2 separate regions of the Salmo salar genome follow, and region 2 is linked to region 1. The links are chromatin contacts, called in public Hi-C maps. All regions are on one chromosome and are shown on one strand. Each heading gives the region's core, a stretch centred on a gene start, on an enhancer-like site or on the middle of the called end of the contact. The rest is flanking DNA. Distances are from core to core; before and after follow the strand shown.

Evidence for each region. Hi-C and Micro-C count contacts between places; a contact is called where the count stands out from the background.
Region 2: a Hi-C map of muscle shows a contact between it and region 1, with 4 times the contacts expected there. The contact joins the promoter of tbcb here to the promoter of LOC106612494 in region 1. A contact is called at or near these places in 2 of 3 Hi-C or Micro-C datasets (blood and muscle).

The regions. Positions count from the first base shown.
Region 1 is chrssa09:114,781,398-114,785,319 of Ssal_v3.1, reverse strand. LOC106612494 (signal-induced proliferation-associated 1 like 3) reads right to left here and starts at 1,889. Exons shown (of 23, transcript XM_045724369.1): 1 at 1,669-1,889.
Region 2 is chrssa09:114,922,601-114,926,522 of Ssal_v3.1, reverse strand. It overlaps tbcb (tubulin folding cofactor B), which reads right to left and starts at 2,012. Exons shown (of 7, transcript NM_001140492.1): 1 at 1,886-2,012; 2 at 1,487-1,656; 3 at 1,196-1,339; 4 at 745-841; 5 at 264-455. The coding sequence starts at 1,606.

The sequences.
Region 1 (3,922 bases), core at 640-3,139:
CACTTCTATCTTTCAGTGATAGGCACCTGTAAAGTTGAAAGCAGCAGGGATGAATGAGGGGATCTGAAGTTGGAATTAGAGGCACCTGGTCGTGGTTATTCAACATTAACTGTGGTATTCAGAACTTCACAAGCACGCATTGCCTTTCTAATGTAATTTCCTTCAAATTAAGTGAATAGGCCCCTGAGGAAAATGCAGACGTGATTAGTGTAACATTAATGAGCTGATCTGAAACACTCTGTTCTCAGAAGCAGGGAAGTTAGTGGACTTGACCTTTTGTCGCCAGTACTGGCATTATCGTCATTATATTAGTCACGGAGAGAAAGCAACCAAAATAAATTGTTAAGCGCCGTCATATCTATGCTGCCCCCTGCATGAAAGGTCTATCCTGATATTTGATGTGTTATTTCCTGCGGCATTCAGTGCACAGGCATTTGGACTAATATACGACATGTAGACGCTTCACCCCCCTTTCCCACTGCACTGCACGCACACCCACCAGATGACTTTGAACAAAGTAGATAACTTTGAATCAAGAGGATATTTTAACATCACACAAACTCCATTCCAGAGTTATGGGTAAACTACAACTGCCTAACAGATACGATTGGTCAGGTGGCAGAAACAACTGACCTTAACATGTCACAATGACAGCTTATCAGCGTTGACACTAATGTGTACAAACAGGTCAGCATGGCTTGCTTAACTAGCATTCTGTTCAATGACAAACAAATATTGGAGAACTTTTGAGGTTTAAGTTTCTATGATTGAATGAAAGATGATTGATTGAATTAAAATCAGCAAGACCACTTATGAGGGCTTTAGTTAATAAAATGATCTAGCTAACTAGCTAGTTAGCATGCTAGCCAGAGTCACCCATACTAGGAACAACCATTTTCAGTGACCTAGTTAGTTAACTAGCTAGTTCGTAAGATTTTACCCATGAATCACACAACACCAAAACATTGTCGTAGGCTGCCAAACACGAAACGTATCCCCTAAACACGTATCCCCCAACACAAATCCCCTACAGAAAACAGTGTGTTTACATGGAAACCTTTTTATGGGCAATTCAGTCAAAACTAAATAAACCCACATTAGCAACTTCCTACTGCAGCACTTTTCAAAATTCTAAACTCGTTCAAGCTAGCTGACTTAGTAACATTGCCAAATGTTGTTGCGTTTCACTTAACGAGACAATTGTTCCATTGTCTGGAACTTGTCATTTTACCACTGCAGCTTGGCCTTTACAAGTATGATTAAATCAAGTAGAAAGTACAAACCCGGAGTATGCTAAATACTATGCGCATGCGTATGTATAGACGGCGGACCAGGAAGGATCGGGCATTTTTTAGTTAACAAAACATTATTTCTGAGACCGATATACTATGTTTTTAACTAGTTAACGGAATAATATGGGTCTAGGTGAGACGTATATTCACTGCGTGTTTAGATAGGTGCAACAACGATTGAAAAAGAACCCGTAGTATGCAAGTTGTTGGCTGCATAGCAGGAATGAAGTTATAGCTCTCGCTGGCCAGTTGCAAGTAGTGAGTAATGGTAGCGAACGTTACCTCGCTAGCTGACTCGCCACTTTTCAATGTTGTTGAGGAGCCCTAACTAATTACACAAACTACTTTTGAAATACGACTTGGGAGTGTTTCTTACCTATCGACGTTCTCGCACTTTCGACGAACTTATATCCCTTTAGAAATCCCCAATCCTAGGAGAAACATTGATAGAAACAAGCAGTCCGCTATATTGTTCAATCTCGCTCGCAAACGTTGCCAGGAATGCTCACTCGGAGTCGGATCACAGAAGCCAGGCGAAACCACCGCGCTGCGCTAGCAAACGATCTCACGCCGCAATGCGCCTGTGCGAGCATGGTTGTTGTAGTACCGATAGTAACATATGAAGGGCGGTATTCTACAACCATACATAGACGTGTTAGTATGTTCATTGCAAAAATGCAGTGAGTGCTGTTGCAATAATGTTTCGAGAAAAAACAACAACAGCGCTATTCAGAAATACGCAGTTATATTTTTCTGGTATAAGAGTTCCTAGCTATATTTGCCTGTAAATCATTTTTGCATCACGTTAATTGTCTATTTGGGGTTGTTGTTATAGAGTTGGAGCCTACTTATTAGTAAATAGCACAACCTTGTGGCAGTCAGTTATAATCAAAGCATTTTTACACGTAAACACAAATAGTGGCATACAGCGAGCGTTTGACTATTTTATTTTGGACATGACCTGAAAACATAAATCCCATCATCTCCACTTTATATGCTTGCCAACCACTATGGCGCAAAGGTGTCGTTTTACTATTAAGCTGCATTACATTATTTCTACGTCATAATACGCCAATTTTTCAAGGAAATATAATAATGTAGTCTGTTTTTATATATTTTTTTATTTATATACTTTTTCTTATATTTATATACTTTATCGCCATATTTTTTTTAAATTCATAATACAAAATTATCAACAACTTACATCGCTACATCAAACATGTCTAACAAAACAAAACACAGGTATAAACAAGAAAATACTAAATACGTACAAAAATACATACAAAAAAATAGTAAATACATACAAAAATACTAAATACATACAAAAAATAAAATACATACAAAAAATAAAACAATTATAGTGCAATTGTATTCACTCAGAATCTCATAATGATTCAGGAAGATGTTATTGGTTTTGTTATTCACTAGGAATAATGTCTTAACAAGATGATTCAATTCAATCCAAAATATTAGTAATTTTGGTATAGAATTCTGGAATTTTTGTTTGTGTATAATGTATTTAGTATGAAGTATAAAAAATTTAAATAAATCATTTCAATGGTCTTGTTATTGCAATATTATATCCTTCATGTCAAAAACATGGGTAGTGTTCAAAATGGTAAATAATATTCTGCGAGGTTTTCCCAAAATTCTATCACAGATTTACATTCATAGAACAAGTGAGTCAGATTTTTCCCGTCTTTTTCACAGAAAACGCAGATATCATCAATAGCCACAAATTTGGACAACATAGATTTACATGGATATGGATATCTTATGTAAAGTGCACTTCCTTAAATTTGTTTGGTATACAATATTTGTAAGGCATCAACCAAGACAATGTCAGGAATAAGCATGTTCCATAATTTTTTTCCTCTAGGCGTAAGTTGCTTCCGTGAATGGAAAATGTGTCTTATGTATTTATTACAAAAAGATTTCTCAAGTAAGCCCACACCTTCCAAACTGAGTTCTGGATAGGCTCTGTGATCATCACCAAGCTAAGATGAGTTTTCATTAGTGTAGTTAGACCACTGGGAATGGCTTTGATCACAGAAATAAACTCTCTGAAAGGTATTGGAAACTCATCCAATGTTATAAATTGTTCATATGCAAGAATATTACCCCTGTTCTCAAAAACATCTACAACAAAGTCAATATTCCTCTCATGCCAGCTAGGGTAGAACAATGATTTATTCCTTACAGTTATGTCTGAATTATTTCACAAAAGAGCTTTATGTGGGGAGAAATTGTGCAGGAAACATATTTTCCAGGCCATTAAAGCTTGTCGGTGAAACCTAGCCAATTTAGTGGGTTTATCTTTCAGGAATATAATTACATTTCAGTAAAAATGGAAGACATCTCAACTTATTAAACACATTGTTTGGAATGAAATACCAAATTGATTCAGTACTGACCAAATGTCTTTTCGACCAATTGATCTTGAAAGTGTTATTTATGTCAACAAAATCCAACACTTCCAGACCGCCTTCACCTCTTTTATTAGAGAGGACTGACTTGTTTTTGAAGTCAAGAAAGGTCTTGTTGATCTCTTTACAGGTTGAGGGATTTACAAACAAAGATAATGAGGGGTACACAAAGCGACACAGTCCCTCTGCCTTGGACAGAATCAC
Region 2 (3,922 bases), core at 763-3,262, 140 kb before region 1:
AAGTCTCAATTCAATTTAAAGGGTCTCTCTCTCCCTTTCCTGTGGACACCCCATCTCCACCTCCTACCGCCAAAAAGGACCAACAGCATGTACAACAAGTACAGTAAGTGGAAATACATTATTCAACACTCTGGCTTGTAGAGACTATTGCGTCTTTTTAGGGCGACTTCAGTCAGACTGATAATCCATGGAGTAACCATGGTAACAGTCTGCTTTGACTAGCCTAAATCCTGTTGTGGAAAATAAGCTTCAACCTCACTCACCAACATACATAACGGTGCCAATCTTGGTGGGTAGCCCTACAACCTGCACTTGGCATCGGTTGCCAACGCCGATGGCAGCAGCAGCAGCCTCCTCCTCGGCCTCACGAGCTGCAAGCTCTGCCCCCTTTTTAGCCGTCTCTTCTTCATTGAAGCGACCAACGCGTTGCTTCTTCATGAATGACCTTACAGAATCTGAGGAGGTAAAATGGACAATCCACATTGAAATCCCCATATTACAATGGTAATTAGTTTGTCACTCAATCATTACGTAATGTACTGAGGAAAGGTTTTGCCATGTAACCTCAAACTGAAAGGTAACACAGGATGTAGATGAGAGCAAGTATCACTAGTTCTCTGTTGTGGCACTCGAAAGTGGCAAATGGCTTTCAACAAGTCTTATCTTCACTGCCTCCGATTCAATTTGAAATGTAGGCATAAGCTTTAGCTGTGAATGATGGACGATAGCTCAAGCTCACAGTACCTGTCCTCTTCTCATAGACCTCGTCTGGAATCTCAAATTTCTCCACTTTAGACAGATCACTGAACTCTCCGCTCTGGGCTCCACTGCGGTCAATCACCTAGGCACACAGAATTCACCATCATCCTGACTCAGCATATTGAATAAAAAAATAACAGAATGGCTCAGTCATCTTACAGGTGCCAGTCAGTTTCTGCTTTTAACCAACTGGTCGCTGTTTAGCCCAATAAGACAAGTATGGCAAGGCAACAATATAACCTTATTGAATTTAGAAAGAGGCTGGCAATCAAGCTAGCAAAGTCATGCTGTGGTCAGCAATCTTGTGAGCATTGAAGTCACTTGCGGATTAAGAGACCCTATCAACAGATCTAACATCTTACGCATGACTCCAGTGTGAATAAAGGTAAACAGGGGACATACTATGTGAGCAGTGTTTGAGCACAGAAGTACATACGTGAATTTTGCAGTCATCATCCACAGGGTAGGAACCTAGTAGGGCCTCGTTGTCATCCAGTTTCTGCATGAACTTGTCAGTGGTACTGAAAAGCTGCAGTTCCATGCTGGAGGCCGGGGTACCCACAACCATCTCCAATTTACCCTAGAGGGAAAAAAATAGACCACGAGAAACTGCATCACATGGCCACAGGCTGGGCTGTGCCTGTGGTCTTAGTGTCGGCAGTGCAGAGGGGCAATTGCTACATTATTATAATTCAGAGGCCCGAAGGCCAAATTAGCAACAACTTACCTTGAATTCGGCGATGGTGATTCCCCTGTTATATCGTTTATTCACCTCGAACGAACTGATGGTACTGGTCAGCCGCACCGACACTGTGGGATTGGTGATCACTGTCACGCCACCGTCCATTTTCAAGCTTTTGTTTCGCCGGTGTTTAACTTATTCAGGCACAACGACCACTGCATAAAATACAAATAACAGTTAGTCAGCTAATTAACGTTAACATTCTCACCTAAATAAATAGTACACAACAGTTGCAAATGGATTTCAACATGGCTAGTCAGATACAAAGTTCAGTTTAGAAAAAGAGAACTAGCTAGCTTCAGTAGCTAGCATGCACGCAGCAAACTAAACAAAGTTAGCTAGCTAACGTGAGTCCTTCCAGCTTGGTCGCTCACAAATATTTACCTGTCCTTCTGCGCTTTTCTTGACGATCTCTATAAATACGTAGCTACTATCAAATAACTGGGTGTTTTTATACTAAAACAATCCAGGGACCATGTGCAGTAATCTCAGTGAACCGACGGGAGAAGGGTGGCTGGCGGATGTGTTGTTCACCTCAAACGACACCTCCCACAGATCCTGGTACGCCCAGTTCTGGAACCTTCTACCCGCCCACAACCGCAGGGAACCAGTCATGTCATTAACATGTCGGGTGGGTATTTGGGTTGACCAATGAGTAGCACATTTCTAAGATGCCGTCACAGAAAGAAAGGCTTTGGGATGCCTACATAGGCACGTCAATCATGTTGATAGAAGTGGCCTTTCATGATTAGTAACCAATCATCAATGTAGGAATCAATGCGGAGTTTTGCGTGAAAGTGCCACGCCCAAATAATAGAAGTATCAATTGTATCCACGTAGTGGCGCTATAAGCCATATAAAGCCCAAATGTTTTGTTTTGTAACAAAGTCATTCAATGTTAGCTACATTGTTACAATGTTGAATTGCGATGAGAGCAAAGAAAATTGTGCATTGAATAATTTTGAAGTTAGTCTGTTGATTGAATAAAAAAAAAAATCATTTTCAATGTCAAGTGCAGAATAATTTGATTCCTTGCTAAGGTGTTCACTGCTTTATGACATATTAATCACAGTGAGAAAGAGACACATTCTTACCTTTGAAAAGTTATTACCAGGCCCTGCCTTTGACATATAATGGTTGTCTACTCCAATATCTACTCATCGATGTATGAGTGGGAAATAAACAGATCAGACAGGAACATAAAATAACATCTGTGCATCAAATTAGAATTTAGGGCTGAGAGTGGGAGTTTGAGGGCTTGTATGGTCAGAAAAGACAAGATCAAAGAAAGGAGTATGGGGGTGCAGCCAGAAGCCAGACCGCCTCCCCACTACCTCCACCCCTAGAGGAAAAGTTTACCATTCCTGTTTGAAGTTGAGATAGGGGTGTTTGGCCTTGCCTCATCACACTCTGTCTGTCTGCACATCCAGGTGTACGTGCTGTAAAACACTCTCTGTTACACACACACATACCATCTCTCTCACTTGGTCACACTCTTCATTCTCCGGGGAACTCATCATCATACACACAATCATCTGCAATTGCCGCCGACACAACAGTGGTAGGCCTGATCACCGACAACGATGAGACAGCCTATAGGGAGGAGGTCAGAGACCTGGCCGTGTGGTGCCAGGATAACAACCTCTCCTTCAACGTGATCAAGACAAAGGAGATGATTGTGGACTACAGGAAAAGGAGGACCGAGCATGCCCCCCATTCTCATCGACGGGGCTGTAGTGGAGCAGGTTGAGAACTTCAAGTTCCTTGGTGTCCACATCACCAACAATCTATCACGGTTCAAACATGCCAATATAAGGGCACAAAGCGAGACCCAGATGCAGACACGGGAGGCAGATTTGAGTCTTTGATATTTATTACATCCAAAAGGGGTAGGCAAGAGAATGGTCGTGGACAGGCAAAAGGTCAAAACCAGTTCAGAGTCCAGGAGGTACAGTGTAGCAGGCAGGCTCGAGGTCAGGGCAGGCAGAATGGTCAGGCAGGTGGGTACAGAGTCCAGAAAACAGGCAAGGGTCAAAACCGGGAGGACTAGTAAAAGAGAATAGAAAAAGGCAGGAGCACGAGAAAAACACGCTGGTTGACTTGGAACATACAAAATGAACTGGCACAAAGAGACAGGAAACACAGGGATATAAACGCCAGGGATAACAAGCGACACCTGGAGGGGGTGGGGACAATAACAAGGACAGGTGAAACTGATCAGGGTGTGACAATAACCCCCCCCCCTCTAGGGACGCCACCTGGCGTCCTACCTGGGCGCATACCAGGTTGACCAGGGTGTCGGCAGTAGAAGTCGGTGATGGGGGCTGGATACAGGATGTCTAGCAGGAACCCAGCACCTCTACTCCGGGCCGTAACCCTCCCAGTCAACCAGGTACTGGAAACCCCTGCCCCTTGGTCAAA